Linked DNA regions of Mus musculus: all the other regions are linked to region 1. Evidence: chromatin contacts called from public ChIA-PET, Hi-C and promoter capture Hi-C data. All regions are on one chromosome and are shown on one strand. The core of a region is the stretch at or near the end of the contact, and the rest is flanking DNA. Distances in the headings are between cores, read along the strand shown.

Evidence for each region. Promoter capture Hi-C pulls out the DNA fragments that hold promoters and counts their contacts. Hi-C and Micro-C count contacts between places; a contact is called where the count stands out from the background. ChIA-PET counts read pairs in DNA pulled down with a chosen protein or histone mark.
Region 2: a Hi-C map of liver shows a contact between it and region 1, with 2.5 times the contacts expected there. The contact joins two enhancer-like sites. A contact is called at or near these places in 2 of 484 Hi-C or Micro-C datasets (Th1 cells and liver), 9 of 115 datasets of contacts at active chromatin or transcription factors (DN3 thymocytes, the HPC-7 cell line, Th17 cells and 6 more) and 1 of 9 other capture datasets (embryonic stem cells).
Region 3: a contact with region 1 is called in a promoter capture Hi-C map of hippocampal neurons, with 4 times the contacts expected there. The contact joins two enhancer-like sites. A contact is called at or near these places in 1 of 39 promoter capture datasets (hippocampal neurons), 1 of 15 datasets of contacts at CTCF or cohesin (large pre-B cells), 11 of 484 Hi-C or Micro-C datasets (CD4 T cells, CD8 T cells, the G1E-ER4 cell line and 8 more) and 12 of 115 datasets of contacts at active chromatin or transcription factors (T-cell acute lymphoblastic leukemia, acute myeloid leukemia, bone marrow-derived macrophages and 6 more).
Region 4: an RNA polymerase II ChIA-PET map of effector CD8 T cells shows a contact between it and region 1, with 3 times the contacts expected there. The contact joins two enhancer-like sites. A contact is called at or near these places in 7 of 39 promoter capture datasets (the 3T3-L1 cell line, the C10 cell line, cranial neural crest and 4 more), 1 of 15 datasets of contacts at CTCF or cohesin (embryonic stem cells), 57 of 484 Hi-C or Micro-C datasets (B cells, the Ba/F3 cell line, the C2C12 cell line and 29 more), 10 of 115 datasets of contacts at active chromatin or transcription factors (the HPC-7 cell line, Th17 cells, bone marrow-derived macrophages and 6 more) and 4 of 9 other capture datasets (adipose tissue, embryonic stem cells, embryonic tail and 1 more).

What each region holds. Positions count from the first base shown.
Region 1 is chr4:132,944,131-132,946,844 of GRCm38.p6, forward strand. No RefSeq gene overlaps it. Among named protein-coding and RNA genes, the nearest start is that of Gm36518, 15 kb to the right of the region's middle. Within about 2 kb of position 1,306, at least 276 of the 459 cell types and tissues checked have an H3K27ac peak or open chromatin away from gene starts, as enhancers often do. A contact at or near this core is called in CD8 T cells, DN3 thymocytes, the HPC-7 cell line and 20 more, where this site is marked.
Region 2 is chr4:133,157,829-133,160,542 of GRCm38.p6, forward strand. All of the region lies in intron 1 of Wasf2 (WAS protein family, member 2), which reads left to right. Among named protein-coding and RNA genes, the nearest start is that of Wasf2, 29 kb to the left of the region's middle. Within about 2 kb of position 1,408, at least 155 of the 459 cell types and tissues checked have an H3K27ac peak or open chromatin away from gene starts, as enhancers often do. A contact at or near this core is called in DN3 thymocytes, the HPC-7 cell line, Th1 cells and 5 more, where this site is marked.
Region 3 is chr4:133,094,014-133,096,727 of GRCm38.p6, forward strand. No RefSeq gene overlaps it. Among named protein-coding and RNA genes, the nearest start is that of Gm26615, 12 kb to the left of the region's middle. Within about 2 kb of position 1,343, at least 219 of the 459 cell types and tissues checked have an H3K27ac peak or open chromatin away from gene starts, as enhancers often do. A contact at or near this core is called in CD8 T cells, the N1E-115 cell line, T-cell acute lymphoblastic leukemia and 7 more, where this site is marked.
Region 4 is chr4:133,073,039-133,075,752 of GRCm38.p6, forward strand. The region is part of intron 6 of Ahdc1 (AT hook, DNA binding motif, containing 1); the gene reads left to right. Among named protein-coding and RNA genes, the nearest start is that of Gm26615, 9.0 kb to the right of the region's middle. Within about 2 kb of position 1,338, at least 94 of the 459 cell types and tissues checked have an H3K27ac peak or open chromatin away from gene starts, as enhancers often do. A contact at or near this core is called in DN3 thymocytes, Th1 cells, cerebellum and 10 more, where this site is marked.

The DNA of each region.
Region 1 (2,714 bases), core at 56-2,555:
GAGTGATCAATCCACGCCAGGCACTGTACCAGGCGCTAAGGACCCCACCGCACAAGGAACCTACTTCCTGCCTACTTGCAGCTCAGAGTGAATCCACGAGGCCCCCTCTTCCTTCCTGTTCGCCTTCTCTTCACCCCCATTTGTTTCGATAACCCCTACCCTTGTCTGTCTTCACGGGTTTTGATTATTACGTTCACACAGCACCAGACGACATGATGACACACAGCAGCGGCAGGGCCACGTGACATCTGTCTCTTTTAGAATTGTCTCTGGCAGTGGCCTTCAGACAGACACACCACTGAGTCATGGCCCTGCTGCAGGGTTGCAGCCTGACAAGTTCCTTGCGTTTTTAGGGTCCCAAATCTGCTTTCTTTAAAGCCAGGAGGTTTCCTCTGCTAATGCGATTGGCTTTTTATAAGGCTTTGTTTTGTTTTGTTTGTTTTTGGTTTTCGAGACAAGCTTTCTCTATGTAGCCCTGGCTATCCTGAAATTCACTCTGTAGATCAGGCTGGCCTCAAACTCGAAGAGATATGCTAGCTACCTCCTGAGTGCTGGGATTGAATGGGGTATACCACTACTACCCAGTTATGAGATTTTGTTTTTAAGTGTGTGCATGTGTGCGGTTTAGAAAAGTTATAGTTCCAGACAGTTGTTAACTCCCTGATGTGAGGTCTAGGAACTTAACGGGTCCCCTGGAAGACCAGGGAGCTCTTGTAACCAAGAAGTCATCTCTCCAGCCCCCTGGGCTTCCTCTTCTAAAGTGTCTGCTGAGCAAACGCACACGCTCTGTAACCCCTGGCCTTCTCAGATCCTCTTGCTTCAGAGCAGAGTTTATTTTGGGGAAAAGCCATCTTGTAGTGCCAACTTTGGTGACTAAAGTGGGGTTGGTGCTGGGCAGTGCCATGTTTGGTCACAAAGGGGGTGACTAGAAACTAACAGAGAATGCTTTTTACTCTGGAGCTACATCTTAAGACGAGCCCCAAATTAGACCTCAGTGACTCTGGGCTCCATCCCAAGTATAAAATAGAATAAAATAAATTCAGACCCCGGTTTCTGACTGTCTTGCTGTAAGACAATGTCAAGGTCATCTCTGGTCCTCAGGTTTCTCGTCTGTCAAATGGTGCTAAAGGAGTCTCATCCAGACCAAGAGTGTCATTCCCAAGTGTGGACGTTAGAGGATGTGTCTTTGTTTTTAGCTTGAAGGTTTAAAGATGGGTGTGTGCCAGGGAGGCAGGAAGAGGGCGGAGCTGGAGCTGCAGGTCACTGTGAGTCACTAAATGGAACTCTGTCTGCTGGAAGAGCAGCAACTGCTGAGCCGTCTCTCCAGCACCTTGCAGTCAAGTTCTTGCTGTGCTGACCAGGCTGCCCTTGAACTCCTCGGCTCAACAATTCGGCCGCAGGCTCCTCCAGCACTTGACTACAGGCATACCATGTCAGCTGACTTAGTCCTGACCTTTCATCAAATCCCTTTATCTAGGGAGTTTCCTTCCAGGCCCTGGTACCCTTTAACAGTCAGCCCCTCCTAAGGCTGGCGCCACAATCTCATGGTGCAGTGTACGAACATGACCACCAGGTGGCACTGTAGTCCCGGGCTAGACTTCATCAGCCCTCATTATCCTTGAGCTGCTCCGCAATTACTAAAAGCCCTCCCTGGGGCAGTCTCCACCACAGTCTTCCGAGACTGAAATGAATGGACCTCGGCTTCTGCTCTGCAGCAGGAAGCCTGGACGCTGGAGTGATCATTCCCAGGGTCTCTGAAGGACCTTCCTCCTGCTCTCCTTCCCAAACCCCTAGTTCCACAATTCAGGACCCTCTCTGCCATCAGGTCTGTCTTCAAGTTCACAGCCTATGCACCTCCCACCCCCACCCCCCGACAGAGCCATAAGGTTTTAGAGGAGAAAGAGAGAAACACGCCACCGCCACCCAGGCTTCTTGGCTGGCGGTACAGGGAAATGCTGAGAACCGGGCGTTACTAAGCTGACCTGGAAAGGGGCCTGGGCCAGCAGCAGCGGAGGTTGCTGAAGCAGAAGAGGCCTGTGGCTTCCTGTGAAGAACTGAGGAGCCACGTCCTTTAAGCAGATGGCTGGGGGGAGGGGTGGAAGACTAGGACGCCCAGGCCTCCCGGTGAGGAGAGGGAAGGGTCCCAGGAAGGCAGGCGAAGAGGCCAGGGAGAGCGTTCTCTTGCCTTTCAGCCTCTGCCATCTCCTAAGATAGACAGGCAGGACAAACAGCGTCATTAATGTGAAGCTACCCGGAAGAGACAGGGGCAGGAACAGGTCTGTCTGCTCATACAGACAGCAAGTCCAAGCACCTAGCCACAAGTACCCAGGTTTCAGTGCCTGACCTCAGAAACTCAGATAGAGAAACCCAGCCCCAAGTTCTCGGCCTCAAAACCCCAGCTTGTTCCCAACTGCATGCACCCACTGTGCAAGCAGAAGACGTAATGCCCTGTCAGAGGCTGTGGGGGTGGGAGTGGGGCGGAGGAGCGGGGAGAGGAGAGGGGAGGGGAGGGCTGGTGAGCTCCCGGACACAAGAACACGGGACACGCGATTCGATCCAGATCCAGAGGTTCTTTATCGGAACAAACAAATGATTCCAGATGGAAGCTTTGCCGCAATCCTTACAGGATCTGTTTACTGAGCTGACTCGTCCCTGTAGCCAGCACCAAGGAAGTGCCAGGCTGGTCATGCAAATAACCACACAGCCCAAGCTGG
Region 2 (2,714 bases), core at 158-2,657, 210 kb after region 1:
GGTGGTGGTGCACGCCTTTAATCCCAGCACTTGGGAGGCAGAGGCAGGCGGATTTCTGAGTTCGAGGCCAGCCTGGTCTACAGAGTGAGTTCCAGGACAGCCAGGACTGCACAGAGAAACCCTGTCTTGAAAAACCAAAAAAAAAAAAAAAAAAAAAAAAAAGCTAGGAGTGAAGTTGTTTACCACAATTCCAGGCTGCCACTATACATTTAATAGAAGTTAGTGTTGGGGTTTTAGCTCCTTTGGTAGAGTGCTTGACTACTGTTCTAGAAGCTGCTGGGTTTGATCTCCAGTACCATATAAATGGGATCTGTAGGGGCAAAAGGATTAAGAGTTCAAAGCCATCTTTGGCTACATAGCAAATTCAAAGTTAACCCTAGGTTGCAGGAGACTCTTTCCTAATAACAACATAAAAACCCCACAAAAGGGCTGGAGAGATGGCTCAGTGGTTAAGAGTACCAACTGCTCTTCCACAGGTCCTGAGTTCAATTCCCAGCAACCACATGGTGGCTCACAACCATCTGTAATGGGATATGATGCCCTCTTCTGGTGTGTCTAACAAGAGTGACAGTATACTCACATAAATAAATAAATCTTAAAAAAATACACACAAAAAACCTAAAACAAATGTTGGATGTGGTTATGCAAGCCTTTAATCCCAGAACTCGGAAGGCAGAGGAAGAGGCAGGTGGATCTCTTGATTTGGAGGCCAGTGTGGCATACAGAGTGAGTTCTAGGATGGCTAGGGCTATGTAGAGAGAACTTGTCTTGAAAAACAAAACCTAAAAGAGACTCTGCTTTGTGTTATGAAGGTTGGCTCTTTTCCCTCAGAGAGTTGTAGGAGCAGCAGTCCTGACATTATCCACATCCTTATCTTTGTGGGAGTTAGGGCCCAAGAGCCTCATTCATTTGCTCTCTTCAATTTCTGCTCATTTTTCTGCTTCCTAATACAGTTGCAGGTGCTAAGAGTAAGAATGAGTAATACTGCCAGCCTCAGAGAACCTCTCAGGTTATCAGGACAGCAAGTAAGAAAGGCAGTGATTGTAACCCAGTGTGATGGGCTGGTGGGGAAAGGTATAGGGAAACTTAGAGAACCAAGGTGGATCTAAGCCTGGCGGGCAAACCTCTAAACAGAGTCACTCAGAAAGTTGAGGCTGGAAGATTGAAAGTTCAAGGCCTGTGTGGGTTGAAGATGGAGTTTAGACTAGCCTAGGCTACTTAGCAAGACCCTGTCTTAGAAGGGAAGAAAGGGCTGAGGGTATAGCTCTGGGGCAGAGAGCTTGCCATATGCTCACAAGGTTTAATCTCCAGTTCTAAGATGAAAGCGGAGAGCAGCAGAAGGGCATGGTGGGAGGACGTCAGTCTTCTTGGCCTAAGGAGAAGCTTCTCTTGTGCTTCATCTCAGAAGACCACAGACCTCAGCAAAGATTGAAGAATGTGGTGTAACCGGTAGCCAGTGGCACGGTCTGTGGGGCTACAGACAAGGGGAATTTAGATGAGGCAGGAACAGGATGTGAGGTCTGAGCCATGTAAAACAGCTGTGTTGTGAGTAATCTTTTCTGCTTTCCCAAATAAAGCCGGTATTATTAATAAGCACATTCTCTCTGTATTAGATGACAACAGGGTCTCACTGTATAGCCCGGGCTGCCTAGAATTTGCTAAGTAGACCAGGCTATCCTTGAACTTGCAATGACCCTCTAGTCCGTGTTTTCCAAGTGCTGGGATAAAAGGCGTGAACCATTTCAACTAGCCTACTATTGTATCTTGAGCAACTGAGTTTTACCATGTTTTATTTCTTCGATTTGCTCATTTTATGTTTCATATATTCGGAGCCCTCTTAAGTTTTGGGTGATTTGCTCTGAGGATTGTGCCAAATCCTACATTCAGGCATTGTAGAATGGATGATACGTATCTTTTAGGGCTGCTTGGAAAGACTTAAATGACCTTCAAAGGCTAATGTCAGGGCCCCACGTCAGTGTCACAGCAACTCATGCATGCATGGAGAGTGAAAAAGGGAACTTAATTATGGAGGAGGGGAATTGTAACCCTGCTTGAATGGGTAGTTGAAAGTCCTGGGCCCGCCCCTTAGCCTCAGAAAAGGACTTTCTTACATTTTCTGCCAAGAGGTCATAGGGAGAGCCCACATAAATACAGCCCTCCCTGAGCCATATGCAGGCCAGGCTTATTTTACTTGTACAGGTGCAGAATAGGTTCACCAAATAGTATCCTGATCGCCTTTGAGCAGAAGCTGGCATCTTATTGTCTTGCACAGAATCAATCCCTTTAAAGTATGGAACATGGCAATTTTAGGTCAGCAGGCATTTAAAGACACCTTTTAACTTTCAAGAGCTGCCTAATAAGATATATTTTGGACAGAAAAACCAGTGTTATCAAGATGAAACTTGAGCCATTGAAATTTTGAATAGGGCTTAGTTTTTGGCTGCTGATGTCCCTTTATCTGTGAAATTTCTTTTAATGCTGCTGTTCTCTGGGGCGCTGTGGTTGTCATCAGGTTTCAAGGCCCCATCCTACATGCTGACGTTTGGAAACTTTTAAGTCTATTACAGTGATTGAGCCGAGTCCGTGTGCAGAGGTCGGAGGACGGTTTGACGTCACTGTTCAGGGCTGGAGAGACGGCTCATCCATTCACAGCACTTGCTGCTCCTTTGGAGGACCTGGGTTCCAGTCCTGCCACCCACATGGTAGCTCACAAC
Region 3 (2,714 bases), core at 93-2,592, 150 kb after region 1:
GGGGGGTGGGGAAGAGGCCTACATCTCCGTGGAGTGGTTAACAGGAAAGAGGAAGAAGGAGGAGGAAAAGGAAGAAGAGGAGGAGGGGAAGAAGAAGAGGAGGAGGAGGGGGGAGAGAGAGGAGGAGGAGGGGAAGGAGGGGGAGTAGGAGGGGGAGGAGGAGGCAGAGGAGGAAGGAGAGGAGGAGGCAGAGGAGGAGGGGAGGAAAAGGAGGAGGGGGAGGAGGAGGGGGAGGAAGAGGGGAGGAAGAGGAGGAAGAGGGAAAAAAGGCAGAGAGAACCTCTTCCCCCTCCTCCCCATCCCCTGTTTATTTCCTCCGTTTTGTCCTGATGCTCACTCTACCCAGCCCAGTCTATGGGGACCACAAATGTGGGGCAGTTACAGGAGTATGGAACATCTGTGGGATCATCCTGGGAAGTGTGGAAGAGGACCCAGATGGTCTGTGGTGGCAAAGAAAGGCTGCAATCCCAGCACTTGGGAAGTGAAGGCAGAGTTCAAGGTCATTCTTAGCTACAAAGCTGGTTTTAGATCAGCTTGGGTAACACACCCTGTTTCAAAAAGATCTTTTGTTTGTTCCTTTATTTTCCATCTCCCCCTCCTCCCAACCCACCCCCACTGCCCCCCACCCCCACCCCCAGATGGGGCTGTGCTCCGTAGACCAGGATGGCCTCAAACTCACAGAGATCCACCTGCTTCTGCCTCCAGAGTGCTGGGATTAAAGGCGTGGGCTGCCTACGCCCTGCCCATAAATTTTTTTTTCTTTTTAAAGAAAGGAAGGGAAGAAGAGAAGAAGCAAAAATAAATGGCTCCTTGGGGGAAGAGAAAGAAAGAGAGAAATGGCTCCTGGAATGGAAAGCACAGGTATTAAGATCAGTCTCCAGGAAACATCCATAGCACTTCCTCCTGCGCACATACACACATGCGCAATTATCGTCCCCATCCTACAGATGGAGAAATCAATGCTCAACGGTTAAGGACAGAGCCAAGTTTTTATACCCAGGCTGGCCTGACTGCAAAGCCAGTGTTTTGTGTGCTAAGCCATGCGGCCTCCTGATGGAACGGATTGCTAATGGTGGCATTTCCAATGGAGGAGCGACAGTGCTCTGGGAAGAGGTTCTGGACAGATGGTTCCCAATTGGGCCCCTGCCTCAGGCTAGCAGAGCAGAGGGTTGTTGGTGCAGGAGAAGCTCACCCCACCTCCATTCTGCTGTGTGTGGGATGCAGGCAGGTCCCCTCTGGATTCCTCACCATCCCCCGCCAGCCCTTTGGCCTTGCCTGGGTGACCTGCATGAGCTCAGCTTCCCAGCAGCCCTGCGGAGGAGTCAGCCAGGGCAGAGACTGCCTCTGCCCTCGCTGCTTGGCAGTGCCAAAGGAGGCGGGGCTGCAGAGGGGTGTAGCCAACCAGTCCTTCTTCCTGTGCCCCAACTCCCGCACCCCTGGGGTCTTCTGCAGAGGCCCAAACTGGGATGAATGGTGCAGAGCTGGGCACACTGGTCAGGCCCGGGCCTCATTGCTGCAGCCTTGTTGAGTTGCCATTAACAAGTGGCCGGAGGTTGCCGTGTCTCCATGGAGACCAGACAGTCAGTGCAGCTCTGGGGTGAGGGCCGTGATTAGTGAGTGTCAGTTTTGCCAGCCCTGTCCTTCCCACCGCTGCTCAAGACAACAGGCCTGGAGGGTGGAGGGGAGGATTGGGAGGGGGTTCAGAGCCTCACAGGCAGGGGGCATTCAGGCCCAGCCTCAGGTGCTGTGTCTTTGTCTCCCCCAGTGGCTCCTCAGTTCCCCCTCCTCTTGTCGCCTGCCTTCCCTCTTCAATCCATAATCCATCTTACACACAGCCACCAGGGTGAGTTTTTGAAAACACGAGCTGAATCCTGACACTGCCTTCCTTGAGAGCATTCCATGCCTCCTGACACCCTGGAGGCTGAGCTCACTGCCTTTTCCTTTGAAAGACCCCACCATAAGGCTTAGCAAGCTAGCTGCAGTAACGCCATTTTGCAAGGCATGAAAAAGTACCAGAGCTGAGTTCTCAAAAGCTACAAGGAAGTTCAGTTAAAGATTAACAGCTAAAAATCAAGGCTGAATAATACTAGGACAAGGGCCAAACAGGATACCGATGGTACCCACCTGGGCCCCGGCTCAAGGCCAAGAACAGATGATACCCACCTGGGCCCCGGCTCAGGGCCAAGAACAGATGGTTCCCAGACTCAGCTCGCTTCTCGCTTCTGTACCCACGCTTTTTGCTCCCCAGCCCCAGCCCTATAAAAAGGGTAAGAACTCCACACTCGGCGCGCCAGTCCTCCGATAGACTGAGTCGCCCGGGTACCCGTGTTCCCAATAAAGCCTCTTGCTGTTTGCATCCGAATCGTGGGCTCGCTGATTCTTGGGAAGGTCTCCTCAGATTAATTGACTACCCACCTCGGGAGTCTTTCATTTGGAGGTCCCACCGAGATTAGGAGACCCCTGCCCAGGGACCACCGACCCCCGCCGGGAGGTAAGCTGGCCAGCGGTCGTTTCGTGTCTGTCTCTGTCTCCGTGCGTGTGTGTGTGTGCCGGCATCTAATGTTTGCGCCTGCGTCTGTACTAGTTAGCTAACTAGATCTGTATCTGGCGGGTCCGCGGAAGAACTGACGAGTTCGTATTCCCGGCCGCAGCCCTGGGAGACGTCTCAGAGGCATCGGGGGCCATCTTTGTGGCCCAATCTGTATCTGAGAACC
Region 4 (2,714 bases), core at 88-2,587, 130 kb after region 1:
GCCCCCCAGACCCTGAGGTCTTTGGTCTCAGTTGGAAGCCTCCTGTGACCCTTCACTGAACCTCTCGTGGTATTTCTGCCTGTCAGGTGTAGTTTAAGCCCCACAGAAATATCTTACACATTGAGGTACCTCAAAGGCCTGCAGTAACATGAAATGCCAGAGAAGTAGCTTGGTCTTCAGGCGACTGATTTGCCCTTCGACCCTTGTGTCTGGAACACCTAAAAGTCTCATCACTTGTTCAAGCCCTTGCTTTTCAGTAAGAGAACTGAAGCTCAGAGAGGGAGGGGCCTCCCTCTCCATCTTCCGCACCTGACACTGAAATCCGTTTCTGGAGGCATAGACCAGGGAGCGGAGGTCGAGCCTTAGCGCATGCCCTAGCAGGAAGTGGGTGTGGTACACAGTTTCTTACCAGGAGTGTACCCTCCCTTCATAGAGAGAATGGTTCTCTGGGCAGCCAGATCTCTATATGATCCCTAGCACTTTGAATCTCTGCCCAGGCAAAGACCACCGAAGTCTCTAAAACTGCTGGAGTGTGAGGGTGCAGTGGATGTGGTTCTAAGGTTCCTCCTGGAGCCACTAAGTAACGCAGTTGGTGTCCTGGGGCCAGGTGCATACTGGAACTGAGGGTTCCGAGGTGTACCACACACAGGTCCCTGCTCTAGCAGAGCAGCATGGGGAATGGCAAGTGCTCTGGTAGCTATGGTAACAAGGCCTTCTAAGAAGGCATCCTATAGGCATGTGAAAGCTGAGGTGGACACTCTGACATGCTGACCAGCCGTAGACCTTTCACAACGCTGCCATTTGTCCACACGTGTGTGCCATCCCAGCATGCTGAGTGAGCTCTGAACTCAGCAAGTTCAGAGCTACAGTCTTCCTTCCCAGTGAGTGCAGGGTTCCTCCTCGTCCTGAGCCCCACAGGCCTTGCCTTGGCACAACCCTCTACCTGCAGATGACCTGGATTAGGACGCGTCTGCTTTGCTGTCCCTCCACGTCAGCAGGCTTTTTAGGGTGGATCCAGAGCGACTGTGCTCTCTGCCTTGTTCCTAATCCCTCAGCAGGGCTGCCTGGCACCTTAGCATTTGGTTCGGTTTTCAGGACTTGAGTCTAGCTAAGTCTGCAGTCTGCCCAGCATAACATCCTCCCTGCACGAAGAACACCCCCACCCCAGCCTTTGATTCTTCCCCACCCACCACCCTCCCCCAGATTCTGCTTGTGCCTCTGGCTGGCCAAGTCCTAGAAGCTGGGAAGGCAGTGGGAGGGAAGGGTAAGGTGCTCTGGGCAGCTTAGCAGAGGGTGAGAAAGCCTCCTGCTGCCTGGCCGCAGGCACCATGGGAAGGAAGGTTCTGGCAGGAACCGCCTGCTGGGCTGAGATCACCATGGAGACCTGGCTTACAGAGGGTCACTGGCAGTGGCTAAGGGCTGGTGGGGGTGGGAGCGAGGGGGATTTATGCAGGATTTGTGCTCTAGGCCCTTGGGGGAGCAGGCAAAACTGGGGTTCTTCATCACTCACTTTGCCAAGTAGTTTGCAGGAGCCCACCCTCTCTCCCCGTTAGTTACCCAGAAGATTGTTCATCTTGGCAACTGTCCCTCAACTGCAGAGACGTCAGCTTCTGGATTGAGGCCCCCAGTGCTTGCTGAGCCTGGCACCCCACATGTCACGGTCCTTTCCCTTCATCTCTGCAATTGGTCGAGCTTGTCACCCTAACTGTAGAGAGCTGACATTCATCCCTGCAGCACCTCTGCTCCCAAGAGCTGCTTTTCTGCTTACTGCCCCAATTGTGATGCATCTGTCACCTTACAGACTCACCGGCTTGTCCTCCCCGCTACCCCTTACTGAGGTACAGATCTGATGTCTCAGGCCTCACCAACCCTTTTGCTTCTCTCTGCCTGGCCTCATCACCAAAATGGGGTGCTTCTCCTTCCCTGCAGGAGCCCACCTGGTGCCCCTGGCTCTCAGGGGTGTCCTGGCTAGTCCAACCAGAGGACAAAAGTCATCCCTGGGGCTGATTGCCCAGCAGACAGCAGCTGAGGCTGAGCGGAATGCCAATGTGGTCCTGTTGGAGAGGCAAGCCAAGAAAGTACAGGGAGAGAGGCTTTCTGTCGCTGCTGCCTGGCTCCTGCGGCTGTGGGGGAGGACAGGTGGCTCACAGAGGAGACTTAGAAGTCAGTTTAGCACCCCAGCCCTGCTCCTCTTCTGGGGGAAATGGTCTCGCACTTGGGGGTGGGGAGCCAGGATCCCAGACCTCTGAAAGGCAGGCAGTCTAACGGCCCAGGGTTCTGGGAATGACCAAGCTGGTCCTGTCCTGGCTATATCTCATCCCTTACAGCCACAGCTATGGATCTGGGTGAGGGGGTTGGGCCAGACTGGTGGTCTGCGTAGAGAAGATAAGTTCCACACACGTGATCAGAACTGTCTATGGAAAAGAGGTACCCGAGTGGCTGTGGGGACTGGGGAGTTTGCTAGCTTCAGGAAGGCAGTGAGTGTCTCCACCAACACAGATGGCATTGTGTTGGATGAGTTCTTTCTACCTTCATCTCTCTCTCCTGGGAGCAGAGTGGGTGAGGGGGCCTAGGAAGAGAGGTGGCATTCAAATAAATAGAAGCAGGCTTTCACCCCTTGTGGTGCTCCGCCTCACAAGCCTCTGTCCTTGGAACTTCTCTCACCGTGGAGGTTTGGAAGGCCTGTCTGGCCCCAGGAAAATAATAAAAGTGAT